Linked DNA regions of Mus musculus: region 2 is linked to region 1. A link is a contact called in public HiChIP or PLAC-seq data. All regions are on one chromosome and are shown on one strand. Each heading gives the region's core, a stretch centred on a gene start, on an enhancer-like site or on the middle of the called end of the contact. The rest is flanking DNA. Distances are from core to core; before and after follow the strand shown. Region 1 holds the start of Mesp1 (mesoderm posterior 1). Region 2 has its middle 33 kb from the start of Gm31966.

Evidence for each region. HiChIP or PLAC-seq counts read pairs in DNA pulled down with a chosen protein or histone mark.
Region 2: a contact with region 1 is called in an H3K4me3 HiChIP or PLAC-seq map of embryonic stem cells, with 52 read pairs. The contact joins the enhancer-like site here to the promoter of Mesp1 in region 1. A contact is called at or near these places in 10 of 39 promoter capture datasets (the C10 cell line, the HPC-7 cell line, HPC-7-derived erythroid cells and 4 more), 3 of 15 datasets of contacts at CTCF or cohesin (the NIH/3T3 cell line, embryonic stem cells and large pre-B cells), 10 of 484 Hi-C or Micro-C datasets (8-cell embryo, bone marrow-derived macrophages, embryonic stem cells and 1 more), 9 of 115 datasets of contacts at active chromatin or transcription factors (embryonic basal ganglia, embryonic stem cells and stem cell-derived neural progenitor cells) and 3 of 9 other capture datasets (adipose tissue, embryonic stem cells and pancreatic islet).

What each region holds. Positions count from the first base shown.
Region 1 is chr7:79,791,264-79,795,788 of GRCm38.p6, forward strand. It overlaps Mesp1 (mesoderm posterior 1), which reads right to left and starts at 2,327. Exons shown (of 2, transcript NM_008588.2): 1 at 1,602-2,327; 2 at 978-1,328. The coding sequence starts at 2,264. The coding sequence ends at 1,260.
Region 2 is chr7:79,966,143-79,970,667 of GRCm38.p6, forward strand. No RefSeq gene overlaps it. Among named protein-coding and RNA genes, the nearest start is that of Gm31966, 33 kb to the left of the region's middle. Within about 2 kb of position 2,354, at least 7 of the 459 cell types and tissues checked have an H3K27ac peak or open chromatin away from gene starts, as enhancers often do. A contact at or near this core is called in embryonic stem cells, where this site is marked.

The DNA of each region.
Region 1 (4,525 bases), core at 1,077-3,576:
CATTGAGGTGAGCTTTCTAGAGAAGCACGAGAACATAGTGGCACACGTGTGTCACCCGGCATCCCCTGAGACGACCCTTGGTGGAATGAGACTCTATCTCAAAACAACATCAACAAAATGCATATTAAAAGAAATAAACGAATACCAAGGCCTGAGCTTCTGAGAGTTGAGGGGGAGAGAGAGTTGCCCCTGCACCCTTGGCAGAGACTGCCATGAGTCAGGGCCCTTACTGGACGGTTCTCTGGACCTCCTGCTCTGCTGATGCCAGCCTCTTTCTGGGCTCCAGGAGCCTCTCTTCTCGGCTGCACATTCCTGACCTGAACTATAGCAGCACAGGTTAGCGATCAACAGGTCCCTCATCGAATCCTAGCCAGGCCTCCAAGCCACATGAAGATGGGAAGCTCTAGCCAGGGAGATGGTGCCCTGGTGTGGGGACGGTGTCCCAGATGTGGCTCAGCTGCCCAGAAGAGCAGACACGCCGTTCTGCTCCCTCCCACCGCTGAGCATGGCAATGCCCAAGCCTTACATGGCTCAGAGTCTTGTCCTTTATGTGTCTGTGAAATATATGCAAAGGTAACCAAGGTACAAAAACACTAAAGGAGTTGTGTTTTCTGGTTTTATCCAGTCCCTCCCTACATTTAAAAAAGAGGAACTACTTCCTGTCACCTTCTCTCAGGAAGCTCCCCACTCCGTTTCACCCTACCCCACCCTTTCAGACTGACCCATGCAGCATAGATGTTGACCAGGAAGGAGGGTAGAAGGCCTTTGTGTTTCCAGGCTGGAGATTACAAGACTCCTCCTCCACAATCCCATGTCAGCTTTCCCTGACACATAGCAGAACTTCCAGCAGGGTATGGGAGCATGGGGCAATGGGGGCTCGTGCCACCATGAGTTTGGGCCAGCCTGGGCCGTACAGTGTGAGGTTCCCCCTCCCACACACCCCCAAATAAGGAAGAAAGAAAAATAAACCCTCCAAATGACACTAGCACAATCGGTTTATTCACAAATAAATAAATACACACCAGGCAAAGCTTGTGCCTGCTTCATCTTTAGAGCGTGTACCCTATTGGGCGCCTCCTTCCAAGGAGGGTTGGAATGGTACAGTCTGGATGAGGGCCAGCTCCCACCCCGGGATGCCCATGTTGGTATCACTGCCGCCTCTTCCAGGATCTACTCCCTCCGAAGGTGCCAAGACCAAAGGAAAAGTGTCTGTGCTCAGACAGGGTGACAATCATCCGTTGCATTGTCCCCTCCACTCTTCAGGCAGGCGGCCACTCCTGCGGCGGCGTCCAGGTTTCTAGAAGAGCCAGCATGTCGCTGCTGAAGAGCTGCAGGAAGAGTGAACAGCGCCACAATCAACACCTGCCCCAGGGTCAGGTCCGCGCTCATCCGCTCCACGCTCAAGGTTAAGCGAGCAAGCAAAGCGTCCTTAATCCCTGCCTGTCCAACTCCCACCCTGTTCGGACACCCAGGGCACACGGGGATGCGCCCAAGGGAGATCCTGAGTGCAGCAGAGAGGCTGGTCCGCGACGTGGGGCTGTGCGTCGCGCACCAACAGTAGGGGGCGCCACCTCGACAGTGTGGGGGAAGGGGTTACTAACCGGAGATGAGGGACTGGGCTCCATTTCCTGCCTTTCCTGGGATGCTGTTTCTGCGTACAGGAACGATGGGTCCCACGATTCTGCGGCGACTCGGGGTCTAGGGTAGGCAGGCGGGGATCCCCACGACACCCCGCTGCAGACGGCCGGGCTTAAACGGGGACCGAGCGACTGCGACTGCGCCAGGTCGCTGTCGGGGCACAGCGGGCAGCCTCGAGGTGACACCGCGTGCCGCTGTCGCCGGAGGTTGTCCTCGCTGAGTCCCAGCACAGCCGACAGGTGGCCAATGTAGCGGATGGCCAGGCGCAGCGTCTCGATCTTGGTCAGGTTCTGGCCGGTTGGTGCCACGGATGGCGGCAAGAAGCGGCGCAGCTCGTGCAGCGCGCGGGCGAGTGTGCGCATACGTAGCTTCTCCCGCTCGCTGGCGCTCTGCCGCTGTCCGCTACCCAGGCGGCTACCGTGCGTCCCGCGCCTACCCGGGGTCCCAGCACGCCGGGCCGGGCGGGCGCAGGGTGGTGCAGGGCTGCTGGCCTGGGCACCGTCCCACGGGTCCGAGGACCAGGCTGGGGAGCAGACGCTGTTCCCATCGGAAGGCATCGGTGGCTGCCGACCAGCGGGACTCAGGATCCAGGACTCGGAGCGCGGCTCGCACAGGGGCTGGGCCATGGCAGCGGAGGCCTGACCATTGGGTCCGCTGTAGCTTTATCCTGAGCCCTAGGTGTGAAGCGGGCCCCTTCCAGAATTCATCAGCATATCAAAGCCGGCTCGAGCCAGGAGGGGGGCAGGGCCTGAACCCTTTGAACCATAGCAGGGGCTCTGAGGTGCAGGACCCCTTAGTCCAGTCTGCTCCACCTGGACCATATTTGGGGCCTCAGTAAGTCAGGCACCTATGGCCAGGACTGCCAGTTGAAAGAACCATGCTCAGAGAACTGAAGTCTAGCTCCTAGGCTTAGGGTACACCTTCATTTATTAGGGACCCTACGCCATTTTTTTCCATCACTTTAATTTACAAATTGTATAACAAGAGACTTCGGGATTGCATTGGCCAACTGTGGACTAGGGACCTCTAGACACGGAGAGAACTCTAGTTCAGTCCTTCCCAGAGGCTTGGATGTGGCCTGTAGTCCTCCCTGATGTCCAGGCTATGGGAGGCACATTGAAGAAACCATCCCGACCGACCTGTGAGGTTGCTGGGGTGTCCGGGCAGGGGGAGAGGTGAGCCTGCCTCCCCACACTACAAGTCACTTCTAGTCTTGGCAAGATGGGGAGCTTGGTCCCCTTCCCAGCCCTCCCATGACTGGAGCTCTGCTGCTTTGGTCAGCTACAGTGAGTAAAAAGTCCTTTGACAAAACTCAACTCCTTGAGCTGGTGGCACACTTGGGAGGTGAAGGCAGGAGGGTCAGGAGTTCAAGGCCAGGCCTAGCTGTATATGGCCCAGGTTAACATGGGCTACATAAGATCCTGTGTTGGAAAAAACAAAACAAAACAAAACAAAACCCAAAAACCCTGAAAAGCAGAAACCTTCATCTGTCCCAATGGCAGTTTTATAATCTATTTCATAGGATGCTACCTGTTAGGTTCATAGGCTGCCTTTTATTTTTTAAAGATGTGTGTGTGTGTGTGTGTGTGTGTGTGTGTGTGTGTGTGTGTGTGCTGGTGCCCCCACACAGGCCAGAGGTGTCACGTTCCTTAGGATCGGGCCTTGCAGGCAATTGTAAGCTGCCTGAGGTGGCTTCTGGGAACAGAACCTTGGGTTCTTCAAGAGCAACATGTGCTCTTCTTAACTGCTGAGCCGTCTCTCCAGTGTTCTTCCTCCCACATCTTGAAACATGGTCTCATGTAGCCCAGGCTAGCCTCAAACTTACTCTAACCCAGCTGGCCTTTAGCTCCTGATCCTGCTGCCTCAGCTTACTGCAGTTGTGAGCCTGGCTGTTGAGGATGCCTGCTCTTACCATACCTGTTCAGTGTTGTACTGAATGAAGGGACTAGGTTGGAAAAATAAAGAGAAATAAATACAAATTGAGAGATTAAAGCAAACCTGTCCCCACTTATATGTGACATGCTTATTAATAAAGTCTCCAGAAGTTGGGCATACACGCACATGCCTGTAATTCCAACATTTGGAAAATGAAGGCAAGAGGAGTTTGGGCCAGTCTTGGCTGCAAAGTGAATTTGAAGCCATCCTATGCTACTGGACTGTCTCACCTATTAGAGGGCTGGTGGTGTGGTTCAGTCGGTAGAGTGCTTGCCTAGCCTGCCGGAAGCCCTAGGTCTTATTCCAACACTGCATAACCACGTGTAGCACTGGCTTGTAACCCCAGCACTGGAGAGATGAAGATAGGAGGACCAGAAGTTCAAGTTCAAGATCACCTCTGGCCTAGAGTTATGGCTCAGTAGTTAAGAACACTGGCTACTCAGCTAGGTATGTTGGAGCACACCTTTGATCCCAGCACTGGGGAGGCAGAGGCAGGCAGATCTATGAGTTTGAGGCCAGCCTAGTCTAGAGGTGAGTTTCAGGACAACCAGGGCTATACAGAGAAACCCTGTCTTGAAAACAAACAAACAAACAACAATAACAAAACAAACAAACAAACGAAGGAAGTACTGGCCGCTCTTCCTCGAGACCCAGGTTTGACTGATTCCCAGCATCCACACGGTGGCTCATAGCTGTCTATAACGACATTTCTAGGGATTGTACTCTTCTGGCCTCTATGTACTACACAAGCATACAGAGCACAAACATATATGGAGGCAAAGCCCTAGTACACACAGAAAATTGAAAAAATATTCTCAACTGCAGAGTGAGTTTCAGGCACATCTCAAAAACAAACCCTTGAGCCTGACAGAACAGATCTGGGATCAGCTGTTTGAGGAGCTGAGGCAGGAGAGCCACAACGTCCTGGGCTACCGAGTAAGTTCAAGGCCAG
Region 2 (4,525 bases), core at 1,104-3,603, 170 kb after region 1:
ATCAATCATCAATACCCCTCTCTCTCTCTCTCTCTCTTTCTCTCTCTCTCTCACACACACACACACACTTGATAATAATAAGCATATTTTTAAACAGAAAGTGAATGAGCGGTGAGTATATTCACACTGTTGTTTTAAGGGCTGACTTGTCTCTTAACACAGGACTGTTGGGAAAAGCTTAAGATTTCTGTGATATAGTTGCAGGTCTTGGTGAAGCAGGCAGGTAATGTCAGCACTGGGCAGGAGGATTACCAAGAGCTGTAGAGCAGCTTGAGCTACACCATTAGACACTGCCTCAAACACAAGAACAAACACACATACACACACACACACACACACACACACACACACACTAAGATTTCTGTGTTACACTCAAATATAATCAATATAGTCAAATAAAAACTCTTTCTGTGGTTCAAAAATAGATGCCAGTGTCTGCTCAATAGATCAGTGGATGCAGTCATGATCAATAAATATCACAGAGAATTCCTGAAGGGCCCTGACGCCGCAGAAGAGGCCATCCAAATTAGCTTTCCAGGCTGCTCCTAAGAATCCTGCTTCAGATCCCAAAGATCCATCTGAAAGAGACGCTGTTTATCATGGGGCCAGCATCGTTTGTGACCAAAGATCAGGTGCGTCTTCGGGAAATGGCAGACTTCAAACATGTTCAAAAATGTTTTATAGGTGGTCTACTTCCCCTGCCCCTGGGATTAGGAAGCATCCTGCGATTTTTCCAGGGGTGGTGCAAGCAAAGGACAGACCAATGAAAACAGTGCCACCCAAGTCTAGCTTGGTGAACCAAAGAGTATGCGGGGGTCATTTATAGGAGTGAATGCACCAGGCGGCTGCATTACAGAGAAGCCCACTGGGTCCCCCGACTCACGAAAGCCAAATGCCTAGCACACGCCACCCAGCTTGCATTTGCTCCACCAGATCTTCCCTCACCAGCATCTATAATACACAACATTGTTGTCTGTGGTCTGTTCTCTACTACATCTACAAACTATGCTGGCCCCCTGATAAACAAAGTCTCCATCAAATGGATCTTTGGGAACTATACATGCAAGAGAGAGAGAGAGAGAGAGAGAGAGAGAGAGAGACAGAGACAGAGACAGAGACAGAGACAGAGACAGAGAGCATTGCCCATATAACCTTAGAGAGCCACCTGGACCATGTAACTCTAAGATTTCTGTAACTTATGGGTTTCATCAGCTTCCTAAGTCTTACAGGCCTCTCCTTCCTCCAGAAGTCTCCAATTCAGAGGAAATAACTATGCTAAATTGTTTACTAGAAAAATCTTCGCCAGACAATGGTAGCGCACGCCTTTAATCCCAGCACTTGGGAGGCAGAGGCAGGTGGATTTCTGAGTCCGAGGCCAGCTTGGTCTACAGAGTGAGTTCCAGGACAGCCAGGGCTATACAAAGAAACCCTGTCTCAAAAAACAAAACAACAAAAAACCCTCAGAGCCTAGCCCCAGTGACACACCCCCACCAACAAGGTGACACCTCCTAATCCTTCCCAAACATTTTACCAACTGGGGACTAAGAACACAAACAAATGAGCCTTGGGGGCAGGGGGGTGGGGGGCCATTGTCATTCAAGCCACTATAACTGGTAACACACAACTAAATACATTTAATTATTTGATGTCACTGTTGTCCTCAGGAGCCATGTGATGACACCTGCACCTAGTGACAGGTAGTGATTCCTGATTCTGCCATGGCTAAGGAAACACTTGCATGGCTTGATCCAATTGCTTGGGTTTCTTTTCAGTTTGAAGGTAAGGGTGGGCACTCTACAAATAGCTCATGAGTTTTCAGCCACCAGGCTAGGGTCCTCAGCTATGGTTGGACAAAAGTAAGAAGTCCATCATGGTATGCTGCTGCATGACACAGCTCACAGATCACAATAATGTACTGGCTATTCCGAAAAGCTAGGGAAAGGGGACTCTTCGTCTTCTTCGTCTTCATCTTCCTCTTCCTCTTCGTCTTCTCCTCCTCTTCCTTCTCCTTTCTCTTTCTTTTTTTCTCTTTTTCTTTTTTCTTTTGGCAGTGCAGGGCTTTGCAGCTAAAGTGTCACATCTGCAGGCAGAACTGACCAATTGATCAGTTGATTGATTCAACCATTGATTCACTGTGGGCCGAAGCAAGAGTGGGGCTGAGGAGTATACAAACCTTGCAGATCTCATCGGCAGCAGTGGAATGGCTCCTCCACCTGCCCTGGGCCCTCAAGGTCCTGGCGTCCATGGGCCTGTGTCCTCATCGAGGTCAGGTAGCACAGTAGCCAGGTTAAACTTCCTCTTCCCAGCAGCACCTGGAATGCCTCCTTATGCAAATGAGGCACTCCCAGAACCCTGGCCTCAGCCAATCATGTACACTCTCCCCCATAGACCCACCCTACCCACTCAGCAAAGGTTACATAGCCTTTGTTCCCCCACCAATTAAATGAGCTGCTCCCTGGATCCTGTCTCTGCAGAGTCTGTTTGTATGATCACTTGCCACTTAAGGTCTTTGCTTGCTGCCTAAGGTCTCCATCGCCCCCAGTCCCTCCCACCTCGATTTCCCTGATCACGCTGATATGGGGAGTGGCATGGGAACAGTTCACTGATCCATTGATTGAGATGAAATATCGCTAAGCCACCTAGGTTATCCTGAACTCCTACAACAGCCCGGGTAAAATACTGTGGTCCTCCTGCCTCAGGCTCCAGAGTAGCTGAGATTATATCCCTGTACTACTAGGCCCAACTAAAAGAAAAGAATTTTTAATGGCTGTACCAAAAGAAAATGATACTTATAGAGATACTTAAGATTTGAACCTTAGAGGCCTCAGGGGTTAAAGGTGACTACTGGGTTCAGTACTAAGTGCTCACATGACAGCTCGCAATGGCATATAACTCCAGTTCTCGGGGATTGGACCCCCTCTTCTGACCTCCTCAGTCTCCAACAGGCACATGGTGCGAATATATTCATTAGGGCTCACACATACACACATAAATCAATATTTTTTTATAAAAATTGCATGCCTGTAATAAACATTGATGCCTACATCAATGTCTGACCTCCGCACTATATAAACAGTCCCACGAATATAACTTAAGGCCATATTTATGTGTACATATGAGTATGCCTGTACATGTGAGTGTGTGTGTGTTTGTGTGTCTGTCTGTCTGTCTACCACATATGTACAGGAACCCATAGAGACCATGTGTCAGGTCCCCTAGAATTGGGGTGCTGGGAACCAAACCCAGGTCCCTTCCCAGCACAGCAAGTGCCCTCATCCCGAGTCACTCTCTGTCTCTCTCCTCGCTTTGTCAGCCAAGAGTCCTTTTTCTTTCTTTCAAAGCAATAATTTATCAAAGTAAATAGATTCAAATTTCCTCCCTACTACTCAGTCCTACTGCTAAGCATCGATATCTTTCTTTGTTTCTTCCTGGTTTTGCCTTTGCTTCTAAGAGTAAACATGACAGCTACTTCTTGATTTCTCAGGTTGGGACCTGCTCAGAGGACTTCCCACTCTCAGTGAAGTCTTATCAGGCTTTCTTCTGGCCAGGCCTTTCCCTCGTGCTTAAAATTCATATACAGTTCATGCAGAGTGCCATCATTTTTGTTTATTTTCTGGGAATAATTTTTCCCCTGAAATGAATTATTGCTTTATTTTTAAATTTATTTGATGATGGTTTCTACCCTGTCATCACTAATGCCCAACCCCCAGGCTGCCTAGATGCTGTCAAAGATGTCGGATAGTTTTGTTTTATTTTGTTTTGCCGTTCCTTAGTGCCTGGAAATAGGATTCCATGTGGCCCAGACTGGCTTGCCTCTCTCTTCTTCCACTGCGAAAATGCAGAAATATTAGACATTCACGTCCACACTTAGCTAATACTTCTTTTTCTAGAATTTAATTTTTTTTAATTTTATGTGTATGGTTGTTTTGCCTGCATGTGTGTCTGTGCACGGTTTGTGCATCTGGTTTCCTCAAAGACCAGAAGAGAGCAATGGATGGCCTAAAACTGAAATTACAGAAAATTGTGAGCTACCAAGTGGGTGCTGGGAATCCAACCTGGGTCCTCTGGAAGAACTGTCAGTGCTCTGAACTCCCAAGCCTCTCTCCAGCCATTTTTAAAATAGATTTTGGCAAGGTATGATAGTTCACAGCCTAGAACTCCCAAAGATAGTCTTGCCTCTCCCTCCCTGGTGCTGGGATTAAAGATGTGTGTCACAAATCGGTGACATCAAGCTGGGGTTTGCTCCTGCCATCCTGGAGCTTGGAGGGCTGAGTCAGGAGACTTGGAGTGAGTTTCAGGAGCTTCTGAGTGAGAACCCATCTCAGAGCAAAACTGTTAGCATCATCCTGGACTCCACCCCCTTCCACTCACTGGCTCCTTCCTCCTGGACTCCACCCCCATTCACTCACTGGCTCCTTCCTCTGGCTCAACCTCCTCTCTCAGGATTCCCAGGGGACTCCACCAGTCTCCTTGCCATGAGATCTGCTAAATCTGGGAGACCCACAGAGAGCATACCTAGAGACAC